Regions from separate parts of the Zea mays genome. Here all the other regions are linked to region 2. The links are chromatin contacts, called in public Hi-C maps. All regions are on one chromosome and are shown on one strand. The core of a region is the stretch at or near the end of the contact, and the rest is flanking DNA. Distances in the headings are between cores, read along the strand shown. Region 1 holds the start of LOC100283389 (cytokinin-O-glucosyltransferase 1). Region 2 holds the start of LOC100277758. Region 3 holds the start of LOC103645607.

Region 1 (2,700 bases), core at 46-2,545, 200 kb before region 2:
TATGATTGAAAAATTCGTGTTAAGTTTTCAAATTTAAAATTCAAATTTTATAAACGGTCTCGGATGTAGAAACTATTAAAATAAAACTTGTAGATCTCAAAAGGTTATGCAACTTTATAGTTGGTCACATTTTCAAATGAACTCATTTAATGCCTTAAATAATCAAATTACTCTCGGTTTGTTATAGTACATGGAGAATGAAAACGTAATATAGATGTAATTGATGTAGTAGTGTAGTGGTATAGGAGGGTATGCGCGAGAGAGAGGTTGCGAGTTCGAATCTCACCATTTACAAAACATATAAATTTGAATTCAAAATAATAGTGAAAAATGATAGGGCAATTGAGGTAAGGTAATAGTAGGTAGGGTTTGGAGAGTTGTTCTATAATTTTAAAAAATGTTTTGCTATTTTTTTAAAAAAATTTGATTCTTAATTTGCCGAGTGTTTTTCTTTGTCGGGTGCTTTTTGGACACTCGACAAAGTTTTTGCCGAGTGTCCGAAAAAAAATACTCGACAAAGAACCTTTTATCGATAAAATATTTGTCGAGTGTAAAATAGTCTTTGCCGAGTGTCTTAGACACTCGATAAAGAACGTGATTTCGGTAGTGACTCGGGTTGATGGACTAGAGGAAAGGAGGCTGTAAAGGGCGAAAGGCCTAGGACTTTGAATACTCGGTTGTACTGCCCGGATAGTCTGGGCTATGTATGTGTAACATCTTTGTGCTGAACAGGTTATGGAACAACTTGTAAGCAAATTGTTATCTCGAGCTAATACAGACCAAATCCGAACCTTATCCCTTTCTTGTTTCTTCTCCAATTCCAATTCTCTGAACTGCTGACACGAATCCGTTGGTGGCATCGTCACATCGGATCGGCGGATGCATGGTCTCAAGTTGCTAGTGCATGTCGCTGCCGAGCGGTGAGACGCAGTGGTCGCGCCGAAGATAAGAGCCGCCGTGAGCGCGATGGCGCCGGGCACGTACGGGCGCCAAGCCACCATGTCCCAGTCCCATATGGATCACGGCACCTTTTACCATGGATGCGCGGGCGATGCGCCCCTGCCCCAGCACCAGCTATTCTTGGTGCGCCTTGCATGTCTGCTGAAGTGTGGATGGCCTCCAGGCTCCAACAGCTGATCTCACAACGGCACGCTCTTGCACACAGGAAGCTCTGCATGCATCTGGGTGGGAGGACAGGCGCCGCGCCGAGACCCGAAAGTAAGGGGATCCACAAAGAACAACGCTCGCCGTAGCCCGTAGCCTTTCCGCCCGTGTCGTGCTCGCGCTTCAGAGCGTCCTGCAGTCTCCATGGCCGCCGCAGTCGACACCGCGGCCGTGGCGGGCGCGACCGGGAGGCTCAGGGTGTTCTTCCTGCCCTCCTTCATCCGGGGACACCTCATCCCGCAGACCGACATGGCGTGCCGCGTCGCCGCGGCAAGGCCCGCGGAGGTGGAGGCGACCGTGGTCGTGACGCCGGCCAACGCGGCCCTCATCGCGCCGACCGTGGCGCGCGCCGCGGCCGCCGGCCACGCCGTGCGCGTGCTCTGCTACCCGTTCCCGGACGTCGGCCTCGGGGAGGGCGTGGAGTGCCTCGCCACCGCCACCGCGCGCGACGCGTGGCGCGTCTACCGCGCCATGGAGGTGGTGCAGCCGTCCCACGAGTCGCTGCTCCGGGACCACCGCCCCGACGCCATCGTCGCCGACGTGCCGTTCTGGTGGACCACCGGTGTCGCCGCCGAGCTCGGGGTGCCGCGCCTCACGTTCCACCCTGTCGGAATCTTCGCTCTGCTCGCCATGAACAGCCTGTTCACCATACGGCCCGACATCATCGGCCGGGCCAGCTCCGACGCCGCTGGGACGGTGCTGTCCGTGCCGGGCTTGCCCGGGAAGGAGATCACGATCCCGGTGTCCGAGCTCCCGACCTTCTTGGTCCAGGACGACCACCTCTCCAAGGCGTGGCAGCGGATGAGGGCGTGCCAGCTCACTGGCTTCGGCGTCATCGTCAACACCTTCGCCGACCTGGAGCAGCCCTACTGCGAGGAATTCAGCCGCGTGGAGGCGCGCCGCGCCTACTTCGTCGGGCCCCTGGGAAAGCCATCGCGCTCCACCATGCACCGCGGCGGCAGCGGCAACGCGGACTGCCTGAGCTGGTTGTCCACCAAACCGAGCCGGTCGGTAGTGTTCGTCTGCTTCGGGAGCTGGGCCGAGTTCTCAGCGACTCAGACAAGAGAGCTCGCCCTGGGGCTCGAGGCGTCGAACCAGCCATTCCTGTGGGTTGTCCGCTCCAATGACTCCAGCGATGACCAGTGGGCACCGGAGGGCTGGGAGCAGCGCGTCGCCAACCGTGGCCTGGTCGTCCACGGATGGGCCCCGCAGCTGGCCGTTCTGGCCCACCCGTCGGTGGGCGCGTTCGTGACGCACTGCGGTTGGAACTCGGTCCTCGAAGCCGCGTCCGCCGGCGTGCCGGTGCTCACGTGGCCGTTAGTGTTCGAGCAGTTCATCAACGAGCGGCTGGCCACCGAGGTGGCCGCCTTCGGCGTGCGCCTGTGGGACGGCGGCAGGCGCAGCGAGAGGGCCGAGGATGCGGAGATCGTGCCGGCGGAGGCGATCGCGCGGGCCGTGGCCGGTTTCATGGAAGGCGGAGAGCAGCGCGACAAGTTGAACGCCAGGGCCGGGGAACTAGCGGAGCGCGCGCGCGCC
Region 2 (2,700 bases), core at 96-2,595:
TCTGTACACCCTAGTGCGTAAGCGGTCACTCCAGCACTGACAAACTCCTGATTACATTCTCACACACAGTAATTCCTAATTAGCTAACACAAAAAACTTCTGGCAACAAGTATGGTGAAGATTCAACAAGAATCAATACATTTAGGTTTTCTCCACCTCCTCGGTCAATGACATTCTTGTACCGCTTGAACAAACTGATCGCTATGTTACGCGATGAGCGGAAGTCGTCGTCATCGGGCGAAGCATTAACATGGAACCGATGCTGCATACAGCAAAATGCTTTTTGAGAGTGGGAGAAAAAAACAGTGACCAAAATCGCAAAAATGGAGGGCAAGGAATACCAGGCAGTGCCTTGTAGTTCTCTCGTTTAAGCTTTTACACAGATGATGGCTGGTCCTAGTGAAGCTAACTTTGTAGCTGTGAACAATGTGCGGCTTCTGTACACGATAGCCTTCCGCTGAACTGCAGACCGCACTGCATCCCAATTTACCGTGGAAAGCAGAGGCACTCTTCTCGGAGAGTTTTGGGTCCCGGCAAGAACTCGTCGGCCTCACGAAAGGAAGAGTTTCGTGTAGCATCAGCAGCATGGCTGAGCGTTCATCAGACGTCAAGCTACCTGCACATTCGCCTGAAAACAGGAGAGGGCTCTAGAAGGCAGTTCGACCTGCGAACAGAGCATGGTCTAATTATTCGCGAAGAAGAACTAGGAGCGCCGCAGATCTTGCATGCTTAAATTATGCTCGGTTACAACAAGCATTCTGCTGATCTCCCGGGTTTGGTGGCAACATATGAGGGATGCGTCCGAAGATTAAAACCGAGCGAAATGAGTACTCTTTCTCACGCATCGTGTCATAAGGTAGAAGTATGAGCAATGGCAACCCTTGCTGAATGAACCGACCAACACATTCCCCCCCAGAATACCTGATGTCAGTTAACACTCGTTTGACTACCGGCGTGAGACTAAAAATCTGCGCGTTTATATCTCGTAAAGTAAATACGGAAGTCATGGTCCATGGGAAGAAGAAGAAGACGACGAATCAGTATCGAAGAAAAGAAAAGAAAACTAAACTGTATTCCCCTTTCGAAAAAGTTCGCCAAAGAAATAAAACTGAAGATCCCCTGGCTCATGAATACTAGCCCGAACAAGCAGCCTGCGTACGGGAACCATATGTCCAGATCGCATCACCAGATACTGAGCTGAAACAATCCGAACGCGAGCAACGAACTGCGACGAGAGCAGGCCTCACCTCCCGGGGGGGGGGGGGGGGGGGAGGGGGCAGGCGGGCAGCGGCCGGAAGATGGCGCCTGGCGGTGTCTCCAAGAAGGTGGGAGTGGGACGGCAGTGGGACTGCAGCGGGACGGGAAAGGTGGGGACGTGGGAATATATAGATACATGGAGGGGTTAAGTGGCTAAAAAATTGGGCGAGCGAAGATGAAATTCGAGGCCCACAATAATGAAAAAACGACTGGCGAGGCGCGCGGAGGAAAGCGCGAGCGCGAGGATGGGAGCCCTCGGCCTGTCGCTGTAGCTGTCGCTGAGCCTCCCGAGATGGGCCTGTTTGGCTGCTCCTGGCCCGTGGAGGGAATCCGTCTGGGCTCTTCCTCCCTTCCCTTGTTCCTTCTGGGCATTCTGTTCTGACTGCACACTGCAACGGCACTAAAATCCCATCTTATCTTATACACGCAGCGCGGCAGCGCGCACACACATTTCTTTCGTTGTCAAGGCATTAATAATCGCGTCTGCGAAAGATAAGGCCGTGGAATGATCACTCCATTTTCTTTGGAACAAGGCGTGTCTATAGCGGGGGAAAAATCATGGATATGAAAATGCCAGCAACCGCAGGAATACTGGTATATTTATATAGCTGATTATTATTAACCGAGCATCTGGATGAGAGGCCCTGAAGAGTTTCAGTTGCTACTTTGCAACAGCAACGCTCCAACGAACAGAGCAAAAGATCTATAGAATGCTTAATGTGTCAGCGAGGGGGGGGGGGGGGGGGGGGGTGTTCACCGGTTCACCCTCACCTAATGATCACATGCGTCCTATCGGTGTGCTATCGAGTATCAACACAACAAACAAGGTCCCGATCGTGCGATGTCGTTGCTCGAGAAGAATTCTTTGGCATATCACACCCGTGCATGCCCATATCCACACCCATACGTTGCTTATCCGCATGTTTATCCCACCCGTTCTTGCTCATGCCCAACTCCCCATAATTAATTGAGTACCCAGTTTACTTTGTCAAGGTAGTAGTAGTACAGTTAGATCTCCGATCCAGCTAATGGACGGCGCAGCAACTGAATGCTCGCGGTGGAGCTATAGTTGATAACATATTTTTTAAATAGTTTACAAAATGCTTTTGATCTAAATAATAAATAAAATGATTTATTTAAATGGTCTTCTAAAGGTTCACAACAATAGCTCTAAATATTAATATATTTTTTGTATATATTTAGACAAAGTTTAAAGGTTTGACTAATCGAGAAGTAAGAACGACATAACAGAGAAAGTATAACGATGATAACTGAGCCAAATATAACAAAATCTGCAAAAAGGTTTAATTTATAATCCCTTCGTTCTTTTTTTCTTTATTTTAAAAATGAGCTAACAGACGACATACACTCTACACTAGTAAATATAACTAGTTGAACAGTAATCTATTGGAAGATGATCTTAAGCAAAGGGGCCATCGTGAA
Region 3 (2,700 bases), core at 161-2,660, 240 kb after region 2:
GGCCTCGGAAGGAGGACTCTGCCTCGCCCGACCCCAAGGCTCGGCCTTGGCCTCGGCCTCGGAGGGTGGTCTCCGCCTCGCCCGACCCCAGGGCTCGGCCTCGACCTCGACCACGGGAGGAACCGCGTCCTCGCCCGACCCCGGCCTCGGCCTCAGGAGGAGTCTCCGCCTCGCCCGACCTTGGGCTCGGACCGACCGCGCCACGGGGGATACATCATTACCCTACCCCTAGCTAGCTCAGGCTACGGGGGAACAAGACCAGCGTCCCATCCAGGCTCGCCCCGGTAACAAGTAATGATGGCTCCTCGCGTGCGTCCATGACGACGGTGGTTCTCAGCCCCCTACGGAAGCAAGGAGTCGTCAGCAAGGTCCCAACAGCCCTGACAGCTGTGCTTCTACAGGGCTCAAACGCTCCTCCGACGACCACGATACCGCGTACACAGGGCTCTAGCACCTCTCCGACAGCCACGTTGGCATGTACACAGGGCTCAGGCACCTCTCTACCGAACACGTTAGCGCATAGCTACACCTGGACCCTCTCCTTGCATCTATAAAAGGAAGGTCCAGGGCCCTCATGCGGGAGGGTCGCGCAGGAGGACGGGCTGACGAACATGCTCGCTCTTTCTCCCTCGCGAACGCTTGTAACCCCTACTGCAAGCGCATCCCCCTGGCGCAGGATAACACGAGCCGCGTTTTCCCCCTTGTGTTCCATCTCGCGCCAACCCATTTGGGCTGGGACACGCAACGACAATTTTACTCGTCGGTCCAGAGACCCCCCGGGTCGAAACGCCGACAATTTCCTTTCTTTTATTCTTCTTATTTTTCTTATTTCTATTTTTCATTTCAAAATTTTGAATTCACATTAACTTCAAATTGAAGTTGAATAATTCAAATATAAGTGCAACATTCGAGGAATCCCAGCATATATATTTTTATTTATATATTAATTACTTATTCACTTATTTAGAAATGTATTTCAAAGCTGAAGTACACACATTATTAAGAAATACTATTTCGAATGAAAATTTAAAGGTTCTTCCACAATCCAACATTTACTACTTATTATTATTTATTTAAATTAAAGAGATATGTTTATAAAGGAAGAAAATCATTTATAGAAGTCATTTTATCTTAAACTCTTTTGGAGGAATTTTTATATCTCACAAAATATGATTTTGAGTGTTACAATTAATACTTTACTATTGGAACAAAATATTTTGTTGATGGCTTAAACCATATAAAATATATTTATTTTTAAATTATAAGATATTTTTATAGGACACGTTGTTGTTGGAGATGCTCTTCAGAATATTTTGTATGTGTAAGTGCTAAAACTATGCGCAGAGCAATATTTTGTACGTGACACACCGAACGTGACTACAACAGACTTCGATAGTATGTATGATAGCGCATAACATGCAGATCCAGTCCCCCGGTGCGGCAGCCTACCGTGAAGGCAAGGCTCGGCTTGGAGTTTCGTCTTCCCTTTCTCGGACTCCGAGTCCCATCTGGCCATCACGCCGTATCACGCGTTCCTCTCCTTTTTCTTTTCCTTATTACAGACAAAGACTTTTCCCACTCCCGTTCTCTGTCTCTCTCCTGCTCGTTCCCCCTTTGTCTAGCCCGTACGAAACCCTAGGCTCCGCCGCCCAAAACCTCGCCGCCGCGCCGCCGTACGGCGGCGCCCCATGGCCCCGGCCTTCTCCGTCCCTGACGCAGAAGACCTCCCAGCCCGCAGATCCGACGCCTCCGACGTCGCAGGCAACGTCTGGGACCTCGCCACCCTCCCCACGCCCCCCGCCGGCGGCGGCCGCGAAATATACATCTACCGCAACACGTTTAACCTCGTCCCGCGCTCCATCGGCGGCAGAGCCCGCGGTCTCAGGTCGCTTAAGTTCTTCGGCAACGATGTGGAGGTGCTACCCGCGGATTCCGGGGACGAGCTGGACGGGCTCGAAAGCCTCCAGGTCAAGGTGTCCGCGCCCAGGGTCTCAGGGGCGCCGCTCCGTCGGATGCAGGCTCTCAAGGAGCTCGAGCTCTCAATGGTGCCGCCCAGGCCATCCTCGTGCTCCATACTGGCGGAGGTTGCCCGGCTCAAGTGCCTCACCAAGCTCACCATTTGCCACTTCTCGATTAGGCATGTGCAAAACCTTGAACTCAATTGCCCGTGCCTGCTTAAGTGTTGTTTTCGAGCTTAAATGTTGTTGCTTTGTTGTGTTCCCAGCTATTTTTTCTACTAAGTATTCAATTCAGTAGCATGATGGTAGGGGAAATGGAGTCTATGACTAAGCTTGGATGGGTAACCATGATTAGTAATGTCTGTTGGTAGGCTGAATGTCTCTATGCTAGGTAGCTTCTGATAACCATGATTTCTTTGTCAAGTGTCAATTTAGGTAGAGGGAATGATTGTCGAGCATATGTTTTTTTTTACTTTGCTACTGTCATAAATTTTATTCATTTGTTTACTGTTCAATTCATAACAGTACAAAAATTCTGAATTGTGGGTAGCTGCTACCTGCTATTCGGATTTCAAACACTATGATGCATGTGCATTATTTATTGTGCTTCATTGCTTCAGTGGGTGGTGGTGGTGGTGGTGGTGGTGGTGCACCCAGTGGCTATCCATTGGCGTTTGATTAAGATGGTTGCTTTCTGTAGAATCTCCATAACTTTCCTTATTGCTGAAAATACAATGGTAGC

The links. A called contact is a pair of places that touch in the nucleus more often than the background predicts.
Region 1: a contact with region 2 is called in a Hi-C map of ear, with 4 times the contacts expected there. The contact joins the promoter of LOC100283389 here to the promoter of LOC100277758 in region 2. A contact is called at or near these places in 5 of 25 Hi-C or Micro-C datasets (bundle sheath, ear, endosperm and 2 more).
Region 3: a contact with region 2 is called in a Hi-C map of leaf, with 7 times the contacts expected there. The contact joins the promoter of LOC103645607 here to the promoter of LOC100277758 in region 2. A contact is called at or near these places in 3 of 25 Hi-C or Micro-C datasets (ear, leaf and tassel).

What each region holds. Positions count from the first base shown.
Region 1 is chr1:282,218,699-282,221,398 of Zm-B73-REFERENCE-NAM-5.0, reverse strand. It overlaps LOC100283389 (cytokinin-O-glucosyltransferase 1), which reads left to right and starts at 1,295. Exons shown (of 1, transcript NM_001156290.2): 1 at 1,295-2,700. The coding sequence starts at 1,309.
Region 2 is chr1:282,023,041-282,025,740 of Zm-B73-REFERENCE-NAM-5.0, reverse strand. It overlaps LOC100277758, which reads right to left and starts at 1,345. Exons shown (of 7, transcript NM_001412145.1): 1 at 1,248-1,345; 2 at 342-664; 3 at 140-262; 4 at 1-47. The coding sequence starts at 587.
Region 3 is chr1:281,780,674-281,783,373 of Zm-B73-REFERENCE-NAM-5.0, reverse strand. LOC103645607 reads left to right here and starts at 1,410. Exons shown (of 10, transcript XM_008668634.4): 1 at 1,410-2,137. The coding sequence starts at 1,689.